Regions from separate parts of the Mus musculus genome. Here region 2 is linked to region 1. The links are chromatin contacts, called in public Hi-C maps. All regions are on one chromosome and are shown on one strand. The core of a region is the stretch at or near the end of the contact, and the rest is flanking DNA. Distances in the headings are between cores, read along the strand shown.

Region 1 (7,487 bases), core at 4,448-6,947:
CTTGTTTGCTTGTTTGTCTGTCTGTCTGTTTTAGACAGGATCTCTCTATGAAGCCCTGGCTCTGTCTGTCAGTCTGTCTGTCTGTCTGTCTGTCTGTCTGTCTGTCTGTTTTAAACAGGATCTCTCTATGAAGCCCTGGCTGGCCTAGAACTCACTTTGTAGATCACAATTGTCTCAAACACACAGAGATACTCCTGCCTCTGTCCCTGCCTCTCACATGCTAGGATTTAAGGTGTACACCAGCATGGCCAGTTTGCAATCCTTGTAGAGAAGAGTCAGCAACAGGATGATTCCTGGGAATTGCTGTCTGGCCAATTCAGCTAAGTCAGTGAGAAAGGGACTCAAAGAATGTATGTCAGGCTGGAAAGATGGCTCAGTTGTTAGGGCACTGGCTGCTCTTCCAGAGAACACAGTTTAATTCCCAATACCCACATGGCAGCTCACAACTGTCTGGGACTCCAGTCCCAGCACCTTTGTGGACGCCAGGCATGCATGTTGTATGGGCATTCATACATGCAAAACACTCACACACATATAATTAATTAATTAACTAAGAAGCTAAATGGAGATCAAGAAAGGCAACTGTCAATCATCCTCTGACCTCTGTATGCATATATACACACATGAACACATGAACACATCAACACAAATATATGCATACAGAAATTCATCTCAGCATCTAAACGTCAGTGTTTTTATTCATAGACCAGGCATAAAAGCTGCTAGTTCCTTAACAGCTGCTGTCAGGGCAAATGAGAACAGATACACAATGCACTTAGCAAGGTGTTTGGCACAGAATCCTTATGTAATAAAATGTATTTGGCTGTGTCCTTCATGATCACCCTCAAACAAAAAAAGAAAAATTCTTAAGTTAGAAAGCAACACAGACACCCTTCAAGGCACCTACATATTTAATTAAGGGTTCTTTCGTTCTCTTTTCTCTCACTCATGAGCCACCAAGTAGCTAATCTTGACTGTACAGAATTTCGAGGCAATCTTCAAAGTGACTCTCATTTCCCAAAGGTCTGAAAGGATCTTAACAACAGATCTGAAGACACAAAATCAAACAAGCAGAAAACCAGGTTGCTAAAGAGAGTAGGGAAAGGCTGAAAGGCAGCAATTCAAACATCAACACAGCAATTCACCAGCTCACTGTTGACAAACAAAGCCAGTCCTTCAGTTGGTTCTGTCCTTCTTAACCCACTAGAACCAACTACTGGGAAAAGCAGCTAACTGACCAACTATCTAGAGTTCAGGATTCTCATGATGAATATTGAGTTTTACAATGAAGTTAAGTTTGAACAAAAGTGTCTGAAGATCATCTGAAGGCTCCAGTGTCCACAGCAACTGAAATGTGTATTATATAAAAATGCATAACCACTATTTGTAGATCTGAGCTGAGAGCCGTGTGCTCTCATTTACTGCTAAACCAAACAGGACCATGTTGAATCATGTTCAATCAGTATAAAATACTATTATATAGTAAAGAAAAATGGATCATGCCCAGAAATGACAGTAAGAAGATAAGACTTCAAAGTCAGCTATTGGATGGAACACAGGGCCCCCAATGGAGAAGCTAGAGAAAGTACCCAAGGAGCTGAAGGGGTCTGCAACCCTATAGGTGGAAAACAATATGAACTAACCAGTACCCCCAGAGCTTGTGTCTCTACCTGCATATGTAGCAGAAGATGGTCTAGTCGGCCATCATTGGGAAGAGAGGCCCCTTGGTCTTACAAACTTCATATGCACCAGTACAGGGAAACACCAGGGCCAAGAAGTGGGAGTGGGTGGGTAGGGGAGCAGGGGTGGGGAAGGTATAAGGGACTTTCAGGATAGCATTTGAAATGTAAACGATAAAATACCTAATAAAAAATTGGAAAAAAAGAAGATTTGACTTGGTGACAGGTACATTGATAAAACTGAATGAATGAATGAATGAATGAATGAATGAGTGAGTGAATGTCAGAATTGCTCCCAGTTGCCCACATGACAAAAATCTGACATCATTATTTTGACATACTAAACAATCATAGCTACCGGAGAGAAAGTGTGCCAAGAAACCTTGTGCTTTGTAGGGGAGATGAGTTAGTTATATGGCGTTACAAGTCTCTTAGCATCCCACAAAATAATGTGTACCTGTTAAAGCATGGTACCTGTCAGTAACATTGCCTGCAGAGACAAATTTGTCCCTAGTTCTCACACTGTGTCCTCACACACAGTTTGAAAGAAAAGCTTTTTAAGAAGATGAGCTTGCTAATAAATTGAATTATTTCTGTTGTGCCACAACTAATGGAGAGAAGGCGCAGAGCTCAAGATGAACAATAATCTAAACCTTTGGATCTGATTTGGAACCTAATGATATTCCCTGACTGGCAGAGAAACAAAGTGAAGACAGACCCACAACGCCAGGCAAGGTGTGCTGTCAGCACTCAGAAGGTGATTTTTATGGTTGGAGCCTGTGGGAATTTGGAAAAGGTCCACAGTCCCATTTTCTCCCTTATCTCCGTGACACAGCAGATTACACCCTTAAATTAAGTTCAACAATGTATATTTCTCTGTTAATCACAATACAAAAAGCTCGAGTTGTGTTCTGGAAGGGGAAAAAAACAGATCACTTCACCCTTGATAGAACTACGCAGATATGTATGTGTATGTGCATGTGTGTGTGTATATGTATGTATATGTGCGTGTGTGTGTATACACACACACACACACACACACACACACACACACGGCAAAAAGAGGCAAGTGGCACCAGTGACTATAGTGCTTCATTCCCCATACCACTGAACATTAGTACTCCTCTCAGTCTTGCTGAAAAACAGATACAATGGGCAACTTGTCCCTTGCACAGGTCACATCACAATGCTGTGTGATCAGAAGAAAGGTAGAAAATGTGGAACCATTTATTTCTTGCTCACAGGAATCTAGGCATACTAGGGGAACAAAAGATCACCTGGGCCAAGGGTTCCACATGCCTTTCATTCAGGGACCACCAGCATCTACTGGTCACCATGGCTCTTGTTCTTCTCAAGGTAGCTAGAAGAAGCCCAGAGGACAAGTCAAGCGGCACAAGCTCCCTGTTCATCTTCCTTCCAGCACAGAACAAAGAAGCCCACAGAGCCCTGCACACAGCCATGGGGTGGGAAAGGTCCTCAGATGGTACAAGCAGAAATCACATAGGAGACATGCAGTAATGTGGCTGCTCCGTGGTGTCGGACCTGAACGAGCAGTTTTACCTACCCATTTCCACCTTGGAATATATCCTCCTGATGACCTTCCCTCCCCACTACAGTAGGCTAAGAGAGTTGTGGGCAGCAGGGGCATGACTCTGTGGCTGGGAGGTGGCCACTCGTTCTCTATAAGGTCACCTAAGTGGTGGCCCATTTTGGCAAATTCTAGAGCCATAATTACAGACCTTCTTGGGAACAGAGGCTCCATTTGTCCTCAAGTTACATACAATAAATTATAATACATGCCTATCCTATCTGATTGGTGGGAGGATACGTTTATCTTTCCATCAAAGGCCACAGTGGAAAAAACAGCTTCTACACACAGCAGACAGAGAGCAGCAGTGTCTGTGCAGAAGCCTGAGGCGTGCAGTCTCGGGTTAGTAGAGGCAGACCCAGCACAGGAACCTGAAGACCAGTGGGTCTACACAGCAAGTGCACGGTGGCCTTCCCTAATAGTCGTGCGCCTACAAAAAAGACATTGTGGCTCTAGAACACGAAATAAACCCCCTGCACTGGTGCTATCTGTGCGGGTGCCTTAACAAGGAGCCATTTCCTTAGACTAGTTATTTGGCGCATGCCTGTTCCTCTCTAATTTTTCCTCACTTGGGCTTCTCCCATTTCTCTGTAACCTTCCAAGAGAACTATTCCTCAATCAATACTGAGACCCTGCACTACTCCTGTTTACAGGTTATTTCCTCTAGGACAGCCGATAGCTCAATATACTATTCTGTATCTTTAACCCATCCTTTATGTTGTATACAAGATCATCACCTCTTCCTTGGCCCATACTCACTTCCCTATGAAACATGTGGTTTCACACGTTATTGTACTTCACATCACAGGTATCACTGGCCACGTAGCCAGTAGCCATTTGTCATATGTACAGAGCACTTCCACCCGCAGGGGCTTAAGAAGAAAGGTGCTCTCTCATCTCTCTACGCAGCTATTGGATAGGCATGGACCCAACCTGAATCAGAACAAAGGGGACTATGAAGTAGGAGTGCCTCTGGTAGTCTGTTTGCTGGCCCAAACATTTAGGCTCAGCACAGAAAGACAGTTCATGGAATAGATACCTTCCCTGATGGTACAGCCAAAGGCTATGGCACGCAGGTCTATTGAGGAAACGCTATTACTTAACTTTGGCACTGCGTAATGACATCACTGCACAATCCTTTGGGAAATTCCTACTACCCTCAGGACAAAAAGTGATACCATGGTGACAGGCAGACAGTGAGCTGACACTGTACTCACCCATTCTTTCCTCCTACCGTGATTTCTGTTTATTCTCTGCTCCCCATTCTGCAGGCAAACACGCAAAGTGTGGGAAAGTAAAGTCACTGTGTAAGGTCAGGGTTAAGAATTAGGAAAAACAAATTTGAAGGTAGCCTGTCCAGAAATAAGGATACATATAAAAAAGATATTTGTAAAGGGTCCTGCACCCTCAGTTTCCACCCACTAAGACACAGAGAGGCGACACTTGAAAGCACTTGGATTCAAAGGCTCCATTAGGAAAGGGCCCAAGTTTTAAAGCCTTTTTCACTGGCAGACGTGAATGGCGTTGGTTTTAAGACTAACCTTCACTGGGGCTTCCTTGCCAACTTCTATGTGGGAGAGCAGGGCAAAAGGGCTGCAATTCAATATTATCTAGGCCAGGGAATCTGTGTCCAAGGAACTATACGTTCCAAAGACTTTAGTCTCAATTTGAAACCTTTGTGTTTTGTAACAACGATGGTATGTCCTATATAATTCAATCTGTCCCAATATCACATTATGGAATTTAAATGTCTCAGTAAAATTGATTCCTGTCTGAGGACGTTCTGATGAGGTTGATAACCTACTTAAGATTTCCAAACTGGACAAAGTGACCACTTGCATAAGAATTAGCAGCTAGGGGCTGGGAAGACAGCTTAGTCTGTAAATGGCTGCCTGTGAAAACGTAAGGATTTGAGTTTGGTCCTCAAAATCCACGTAAATAAAAAAGGCAGGCAAGAGCGTGCTTATAATTTCAGCACTGGAAAAGTGTGTAGTAATGGGTCCCTGGGCTAAATATGTCACTTCCTTGTCCCCACAGCCACAGTTATCTGCGTCACTGACCTTATGCAGTGCATGAAGCTTTGCTGTCGCTGTGGTCATTTCCCCATGCATTAGAACACCAGGCCTTGACCCCAGTAAGCAGAAATGACAGTGTACCCCACCTCTTTCAGCCTCCGTGTCTCCCCAGCCTCTCTCTGGAAACCATTATTCTACTTGGAGCTCCCACGAGATGAAAATTCCCACTGTGAAAAGCTGTGGACTGTGAGTACCAGGCTGCCTGTGAATTTGATTACATCTACTCCGAAGGCCTGATCCGAGCAAACCCACGCTACACATTTTGAGCCTCTCGGCAGCGGCAGAGTGCCCTGTTTGTATAAGGCTCTCAGGACTCGGCCTGGATAGGATTACACAACCGCAGGGAGCTCATTCTGAGGCAAGCAGCTTGCCCTTCAATAATCTGATAAACAGGCATTAACTGTGGCACTCTGAGCCCTGGGTGCCAGGGCCGGGAAGCCTTTGTTGGTCCAGATGTCAGAGCTCAGGCCTCATCCTGCACAGGCAGAGGCACCCTGAGCTTCCCGCTGGACAGAAGAAACGAGGGGGCTCGGGCCATGAGGAAGCTATGAACAGTCTCAAAGCACTTCAAAGTCTGACAGGGGAAATGTCATTTGGAGAAGCCCGGCAGTCACACAGGAGAACACTCCTGTCTTGAGCTGAAATTGTAATGGGTGTACGTGCTTATAGAATTGCACACAGGTAAATACGTATAGATTATTAACTATCTCCAGGCAGACTTAGAGCAGGTCAACAATGTGAGGCAGAAAATAAATGAATAAATAAAAAGATGTAAAATTATAAAATCCAGTTCAGTGGAGTCAAAACTAAGCAAGATTTATCAAACAGAATTCAACACACTTTGTTTCTTAGGGTCAAATCCAAGTTTTGATACTGTCTATGGAAACCATACACTGTGTCCCCAAGGCCCATTATAGCACACTGGAAGTGTGCCAAGAAGTGTCAGCTAAACTCGGGCTGCTTCTGAGCTTGAGCTACACTCAAATCTTCTGGCTGCCTAACCCAGGATTTCTCAGTGGAAGCCCCTTCTTACCAGTCTCAGGCAAACAAATTTCCTCTCCTCCTCTGACCTCCCATCCTCTGATTTACATTGGTGTCAGAAATTAGAAAGTAATGTTTAAAGAAGAGTTTGAAGAGCTTCTGTTTTCCTCTTTCAAAATAACAGCATCTTGGGCCAGTGAAATGACTCAGCAGGTAAAAGCGCTCTGATGACCCAAGTTCGACCCCTGGAGCCCAGATGGTGGGGAGAGAGCCTCAACCTCAGAAGCCGTTTTCTGACCTTCACATGTCCACTATGGCCAGTTCCACACTTGTACAGGGAAAATAAATGGATACAGTTTTCAAACACAAAATTTACAACATCCCGACTTGTCTTCTCTGTGCATGTGGTCAATAACTTAGAAGCCTAATGCAAGTTTTTGAATGGCAAAGTAAAAGATAGGATTCTAGGCCTCATATTTACAAAGCACTGCCCTTCAAAATGCTGATGGCTGTGGGCCTGCTGTCTTCCCACCTGCAGAACTTTTGCTAAATCTAATAGAATGTAGAAGAGTACACGAGCCACCGCAGAGAAACTTAATTTCCCTTTGTTCATTTGATTTCCTAAAATTACATCAACAGCAAAATCAGATACATGGTGGACGCTGGTTTCACGAGGCTTCTAATTAACAAAACTCTATTTTAGTATTTGAAGGATTGTGAGAGCTGGAGAGATGACTCAGCGGTTAAGAGCACTGACTGCTCTTCCAGAAGTCCTGAGTTCAAATCCCAGCAACCACATGGTGGCTCACAACCATCCATAATGAGATCTGATGCCCTCTTCTGGTGTGTCTGAAGACAGCTACCCTGTACTCACATACATGAAATAAATAAATCAAAAAAAAAAAAAAAAAAAAAAAGAAAGAAAGAAAGAAAGAAAGAAAGAAAGAAAGAAAGAAAGAAAGAAAGAAAGAAAGGTGACCCCTCTGAGATCGAGCCAGGGCCAGCAGAGCGATTTTGCCACTTCTTTTCTTTCCTTGGTACACAGCACAATGTGCTCACTGCTGCACCAAGCTTTTAAGATAACTTCAGGAGAAGAGTAACAATAAGATTATTAGTGTCCACTGTAAGTCCAGAAGCACAGAAATCATAAGACTATAAATCAGA
Region 2 (7,433 bases), core at 2,476-4,975, 360 kb before region 1:
AATTATTTTCCACTTAGAACAAGAAACAGAAGAAGCGCCTAGATGGTTTCTGCTGATTAATGTGAGCTCAACTCAGGGAGAGACCCCTGATGGACTTCCACTGAGAAAGAGAAAGGTTCAAACACACCGTAACCTTGGGTGCCTTTCAATGCAGCCTTCTCTCCTTTCATGAAGGCCTCTGCTCCCTAATGTGACCCAGATAACAATGTCTAGTGGGGGAATTGAAAATATAAATGGAAATGAAGTAAAGGAATCCTCATCTAAAGGAATATGAAAAGTATTATTCTATAACTGATTGAATGGGCCCTGAGGACTTTCTATTGGGAGAGAAAAAAGTGGTAAGTCATTAAGAGGCGCACTCAGAGCCGAAACATTTTTCATGTGCATATACAATTACAGGCTTCATTATTCCGGGGCCTCCTTTGATTAACAATAAAGCATCGAGGCTTTCAAACCCAAATGTGTCACTTGGAGTTTCTGTGTAAAGTCTTAAAGCCTAGTGCTTGTGGGAGGTTTACGATGATAAGGGAAGAAGAATGCTTCTACATGTACTACTCAAAGGGCTGGGCTGAGGGTCTGATGATAGATACTTACATATATTTTAAACAGAAATGTTGGCCTGGGGTCTGTGTGGTCACCAAAAGGTAGAGACTGAGGGCAGATATGTCATGGCATCTACAACAGCTCAGGACTCTAGCCCTGGCCCCTGGAGTCTAGCAGGCAATGTTTACTGTCATGTGAGACAAGGGGTGGTGGGGACTGTGGACAGCAGCAGGCATAGTTGTGGCAGGAAATATGAGGAGGTAGCAGCAGAGGTGAGGTACGTGTAAGAGATAACACACAGTGTTCCCTAGCTGTGTGACCTTCCATTACATTAGATCTTACATAACATATAGTACTATAACAACCTCATCAAAAGAAAGGGGCTTGTTTGCAATGAATTGAAAGAGAAAAATCTGTGTGTATGCGTGCATGGGGGGGGGGTGGTATGAGTGTGTAAGAGTGTGTAAGAGTGTGTGAGCATGAGCATCCATATGCTACATCACCTGCGTGGAAGTAAGAGGACCATATCAGGTGTGGTCTTTGCTTCCATCTTGCTTGAGACACAATCTTGTCCTGGCTAGCTGGCCTGCCTGCTTCCATGGATCTTTTTCTCACAACCCCTACCTCCCTATAGGAGGAGATATACTCCCTAGGCACTGTACAAGGAATATGCACCAGTTTCAGTCCAAGGGGCCTTACCAAGTCCTTGTCACTGTCTTTTGTAAATGTCTTCTCCTTCTCGTCCTCATTCTTGGTCCAGCTATAGGAGATCATGTAATTCATGATGGGCGGGTGGTAGATGGTTTCAGGTTGGCTCCAGGACACCTGCAGAGCTGTCTGGTTCAGAGGCTGCACCTTCATGTGGATGGGCGGAGAGCTGCAAACTGAAGACATGGGTAAGGTTAAAGGGTATCAGCTACCTGCCGCTCACATGTGTGCCCTCTGACTTCAGGAAATGGATCTACGGTAAGATCCCAACTCTGGCCATCCAAGGCCCATTAGCAGTGTTCCACACCAGTTCTCCTTCCTCTCGTCATCTATTTATGCATAGTATGCACATGTGCACACAAGTATGCATCCACAAGTGCCACAGTGTGGAAGAGGATGGTAATGTAGAGTGTCATTTCTCAGGAGGAAGCCACTGGCCTGGAACTTCCCAAGGACAGGTCGCCTACTTGGTGCTGAGGTCACATGCTCCCTCTGGGGTTTCATTTTACACCTGGCGCGCATACATATACATATACGTATATACATATACATACATATATATTTATATATACACACACACATACATACACACACATTTCTGAAGATCAAACACAGATTCTTGTGATTGCTTACTGAGCCATCTTCCCAGCTCTCTCTTTATTTTCTGAGACATAGTTTTGCTATATAGCCCAGGCTTGCTCTAAGGTTATGGTACTACTGCCTTAATGCCCTAAGCCTCAGGGTTGAAGTCATGTGCCACCATGCTTAGCCCTGCCCTGCTCCCTACGTTTTAGCTTAGTAGACACTCTGTACTTCAGCCCTAAATACTCATACCTGCAACTTTTCAGAACAAGAACATTCCCTCATCTAGCCTCACTACCATTACCCTACCTAAGAAAACACACAGTGACTCAATAGGATTCTCGTACAATATCCATATTCAAATTTGCCCCCTTGTTTTCAAGACAACTTATGGCTGTTGCCCTCCTCACCTGACCCTGTGCTGATGAAGCTTTCTCCTCTGACTTTTCCTCAAGACAGACTCTTTGACTGGAGGACCAGACAACTAGCTAAATTTGCAGATGAAATTTTATTGCAGGCAGATCAAAGCATAAATGCAATGCGTCTTCCAATAATGCTAAAGCAGAGGCACCCAGAGAAAGGATGGCTTCCTCTGAACTGGTGGTACCCTGGGTAGTAAGGGACAGTCAGGCTAATCTGTCTGCCCATCCCTGCAGCTCAGGAGCTTAAGGAGACACAGCAGAGCCACAGCTGTCCAGGGCCAACTCCCCGTGGTACTGAAGGCTCCGGATCAGCCTGTAGGGTGGTGGGTATGGCAAATGTTTGCTATGTACAGTCTGGATGATCAAGTGTGCCACTCTCCTATCTTCCTAAGACAGCCAAACCTGTCTCTAGACACAAACAAATGTCTCCACAGAGCCCATGTCCCTCAGTCTCCAAGGAGAAATGCAGATTTTGGAAGGAACCACCCATGTTAAGCTGATACTGAGCGCAAGGCCTGGATAGACGTCAGGAGGGAGGACGTCACATCCTGCAGGAGCACTTCAGAGAAGAATCCGACTCTATTGGGGGCTGACTCCCTTGTGGAAGGCTCTTTCAATTGAGAGCTGAGCCAAGTCTACATGGGTAGAGGTTGGGGAAGAAGTGGAGGCAGAAGAAGGGACACAGGAGCAGTATTCCAGGGTCTGTACAGGACCGTGATGGGACCAAAGCAGGAAGATGGGTAAGCCAGGACTGGGAAGCCTAGAGGCCAGGTTAAAATTCTGGCCTTTCTTCCTGAAGCCTCTGGAAACCAATACAAAAGTAAGCCCGGAGTGTTTGGATGAGCTTGTCTGACAGACTCCTGTGCCCCCAAGGTGGAGGAGGAGGAGGCTTGTCCAGGTGTCCGCAGCACTGTCTGCACACTAAGCCAAGGACTCGGACTAGGAAGATGGCAAGTTCTAGAACAAACAATGCAAAACTGAGATGTCGGGCAGGGCAGGGGGAGGGACTTACGAGTGGTGGGGGGTAATAGAACACCTGCTGGCTCTGTCAGGTAAGGAGCTAAGTGAGAGGTGAGCTCACACCGCAGCCATTCTTGGGAACAGCACAGAACCTTCCAGAAGCCCCCAAGAGACACACACCTCTTTTCCAGACCCAGACTACCAAACCTAAGGCAGTTTCTAAGAGTCTCTGGCCACACTCCTGCAGAGAAGCACTCAGGCTGCAGCTGTGAGGGAGAGCGGCCCTGCCTGGCAAGAGGCTCCTTTGCGTCTGTTGGAGAAATGTGCTTTCTGTGGCTTCAACAGGAAGATGTGGGGACTGGTGAGGCATGCTCCTTGCCTTTCAGAGCGCCCCAATGCAAGGGGTGGGCATCAAGCTGCCACATATTTGCCTTCAAAGACTATGAAGAACTCTGGAATGGCCAAATGTGACATAACAGAAGAAACACTAGGGGGCGACAATGTACTATTTTTAAATAGTCCAATTTGCTAGGCTTCTCCAGACAGCACCGAGGGAGGGATGGAAAAGTGAGCAGAGATCCACAGGCGATCGCATCCTTTTTAACACTGGCAGTGGGGCAGCTTCATATATCGGCAACGTGCTATACTCTGCGATGATGACCTACCGTCCTCAGCTCTCACCTCCCACCACGTTCTTTCTTTCCTTGTGTTTCCTGAAACCATTCCCTCTCCTGCCGCAATCAGCGGTGGCCCTGAGGGACACATTCCTCCAGCAGTTACATCACAACCACATAAATAATCTTAGCACCCACATGCAGATGCACCATCCTTATTTATTTTTTGAAATGAAAATGGCTGGGCTCTTCTATGCAGAGTAAGATGATTCATATAGTACAAAAAAGCAAGAAGAAAGTTAAAACGATTTCACCCGAAATGTCGCTGTGATCATAGACAGCGGCTGCAAACATTTCAGGATCCAATATTGACATATGATCTACCTCTTCCTATATATGTGAAATAGGATTACATACAATTTGATATAGAAAAAAAATAAAATAAAAACAGGCTGGATGTGGTGGTTCAATGCCAAAAATCACAGATGCTCTCAGGCTGAGGCAGGAGGTTCTTAAATCTGAGCCCAGGCTAAGTGACATGGTGAGACCCTGACTCAGAAACCAATAAATCAAAACCCCAAACAAACCAACAAGAACAATGGAGGCATAAGGTCTGTAGGTAAGTTAATGATGGAGTCAGGAGGCCGTGCCTATAATAAATAGCGCCATCACTTTGAATGGCAAGTGCAGAGTTAAAGCCTCTGGGGATAGGACCACCTGCTGGGGAAGGAGACTGTAACTAAGGCCCATACTTGCCTCAGATTCCCTGGACCAGGCCAGAGGTACCAAGAAGGCCTCCTCACATGCGTCCTAGTTGAGAAGTACAATAGGAAAGAAGTCTCTTCCTGATCTATCCCCAGCTTGTCTCTCATCTTCCCAGACAGTGGGCTTCTGAACACTGGGGTAATGTGGAAGAGGCCTTTGCAGGATTCTGTACCAGAAAAGCCTCTGGCATTTATAGAAATAAAAAGTGCACAAAGGAAATATTTTTGACTTTGAGAGTCACGTGGTCTCTCTTGCCTTCAAAGCACAGAGCCGCAGAGGCAATGAGCTTGTGAGAGTGAGTGTGCCCAGAACTTACACACTGATGCTTGTGAGACTGAGTGTGCCCAGAACTTACACACTGATGCTTGTGAGAGTGGGTGTGCCCAGAAGTTACACACTGATGCTTGTGAGAGTGGGTGTGCCCAGAACTTACACACTGATGCTTGTGAGAGTGGGTGTGCCCAGAACTTACACACTGATGCTTGTGAGAGTGGGTGTGCCCAGAACTTACACACTGATGCTTGTGAGAGTGGGTGTGCCCAGAAATTACACACTGATGCTTGTGAGAGTGAGTGTGCCCAGAACTTACACACTGATGCTTGTGAGAGTGAGTGTGCCCAGAACTTACACACTGATGCTTGTGAGAGTGGGTGTGCCCAGAACTTACACACTGATGCTTGTGAGAGTAGGTGTGCCCAGAACTTACACACTGATGCTTTTGAGAGTGAGTGTGCCCAGAACTTACACACTGATGCTTGTGAGAGTGAGTGTGCCCAGAACTTACACACTGATGCTTATGAGAGTGAGTGTGCCCAGAACTTACACACTGATGCTTGTGAGAGTGAGTGTGCCCAGAACTTACACACTGATGCTTGTGAGAGTGAGTGTGCCCAGAACTTACACACTGATGCTTGTGAGAGTGAGTGTGCCCAGAACTTACACACTGATGCTTGTGAGAGTGAGTGTGCCCAGAACTTACACACTGATGCTTGTGAGAGTGAGTGTGCCCAGAACTTACACACTGATGCTTGTGAGAGTGAGTGTGCCCAGAACTTACACACTGATGCTGAATCTCAGTTCTATATGATTCCTGTGGGTCTTGAACTTGGATCTTTTTTGTATTGTTTAAAGATATGAGCATCCCAGTTCATATAAAACAAAAACTGATGGTGGGTGAGGTTTCCATGATGAAAAGGAACATGTGTGTTTATATTCTCAGCACAGAATCCAGCCCCTGCGCACAGCTCACAGGCAGCTTCTCCAGGGAGCTGAGACCCTTCCCAACACTCACCCTCAGTCACTTGCTGCTTCACTGGCTATCTGGAACAATGCACCTCCCGCGCCTGAGTCAGGTGCAGATGGTAATTCTTTGGCTGTGTTCTGCGCAGTGCTCGAGTCCACAGCGGAGGCTGACATGCGTGTGCATTTGAACAGCAAGCAAGCTGATGACACTGGTGTAAGATCCTTGGCCATTCCCTGGTGCGCAGGCCTGTGGGATGTGACTCCTTCTGTTTCCAAAGTCCCAGGTTCCCACCTTGCTCCTTAGTCACCTGTATCTGCCAGCTCTCCCTCAGCTGGTGATCTGCCTTCGATATCATGCCTTCAATATCTGCTCTGCCTGGGCTGTGAGGACCTTCATGAAGGGACTACACCACTGATCACTAACACCCTGTATACAGTCAGAGACATCATCCTTAGAAACGATTTTGCTCTTTCACTCCACTGAGAAAGACGCCATCCACACAGTCAGAGCACCCAGCTCACTCTGGCTGACACTTTCAGGGACTTCTGTTTATGTAGAAACCTTGTCTATGTTCTCTATGTCACCCCTCTCAGCAAGGGGATGTGTGTGACTCAAGAAACACATCCGGTCTCCAGAAGGTGCAAGTGCTACTCCAGGCTGGAGAGCGTGAGAGGCCAGCTTGAGCCAGTGCCTGGGGTTCTGCTGATATGTGCAGTTAGGAAACCACGGCACCAAATAAGATCCTCCTTTCAAGCCCAGTAAGAAAGAAACCAGAAAAAGTGCACAGTTTTATGGAAGGGTTTCAGAAAGCTGGTGTGTCCAAGTGTGGGACTTGGGATCTTATGGCCTCGTGCCTTCTCATCTGTATGATGGGCTGCTTGCTGCATGTAATGGCTTCCTCATAGGATTGGCGTGAATGTAACAGGCACATTGTATGTAAAGAACAGGTTGTGGGCCTTGGGCCCACTGGACATTCAGGCTCAATAGCTTTTATTCACAAGTCTGGATGTTTAAATCAGGTCAGCTAGAACAGCAGAGCAAGGATCTCCTTTAGACTGGGTTATGACCATCCTTACCACAGTTTCCACCACACCCCATTGCCCTTACAGTCTCCTTATCCACAGCCTGACCACCCCCCTGCCCAGGTCAGGAGTGCAGGGGCAGCCGCCTAATTTTACATCCTTCCTTCCCTAGTGATGGCCACTGCAACCCTGACATCGGGGACATTTTGACACTTCCTTTTGTATAAACCGAAGCCTTTTAACCATGCAGGAGGTGCCTCACCCTGCTTGCTGAACAAACAGCCCCTGTGAGGTGGCTCTGACATCAGTCCTTCCCTTCCCAGGGCCTGATTGCTTCTCACAGATATGCAGGGTAACGTTCCCTAGCAGCACTGAGAATCTCTGCTTTTTCTCTCAACCACCTTTAATTATGAGCCCAGCTTCCGTTAAATAATGAAGAGCCTTCTAACTGAGCACCCGAGGTCCTCTGATTTTACATCAATGTCAAGGATATTTTCTCAGAGGTTCTAAGAGCCAATCTCAGTCTCCCCTGACCCTTCTCATTTTGGGATTTAGGTGAGGTACTGGGATATGC

What was found. Hi-C and Micro-C count contacts between places; a contact is called where the count stands out from the background.
Region 2: a contact with region 1 is called in a Hi-C map of forebrain, with 3 times the contacts expected there. The contact joins two enhancer-like sites. A contact is called at or near these places in 4 of 484 Hi-C or Micro-C datasets (the N1E-115 cell line, embryonic stem cells, forebrain and 1 more).

Annotation. Positions count from the first base shown.
Region 1 is chr14:11,773,626-11,781,112 of GRCm38.p6, reverse strand. The region is part of intron 2 of Ptprg (protein tyrosine phosphatase, receptor type, G); the gene reads right to left. Among named protein-coding and RNA genes, the nearest start is that of Gm52128, 200 kb to the right of the region's middle. Within about 2 kb of position 5,697, at least 121 of the 459 cell types and tissues checked have an H3K27ac peak or open chromatin away from gene starts, as enhancers often do. A contact at or near this core is called in forebrain, where this site is marked.
Region 2 is chr14:12,136,378-12,143,810 of GRCm38.p6, reverse strand. It overlaps Ptprg (protein tyrosine phosphatase, receptor type, G), which reads right to left. Exons shown (of 30, transcript NM_008981.3): 9 at 1,243-1,427. Among named protein-coding and RNA genes, the nearest start is that of 3830406C13Rik, 140 kb to the left of the region's middle. Within about 2 kb of position 3,725, at least 17 of the 459 cell types and tissues checked have an H3K27ac peak or open chromatin away from gene starts, as enhancers often do. A contact at or near this core is called in forebrain, where this site is marked.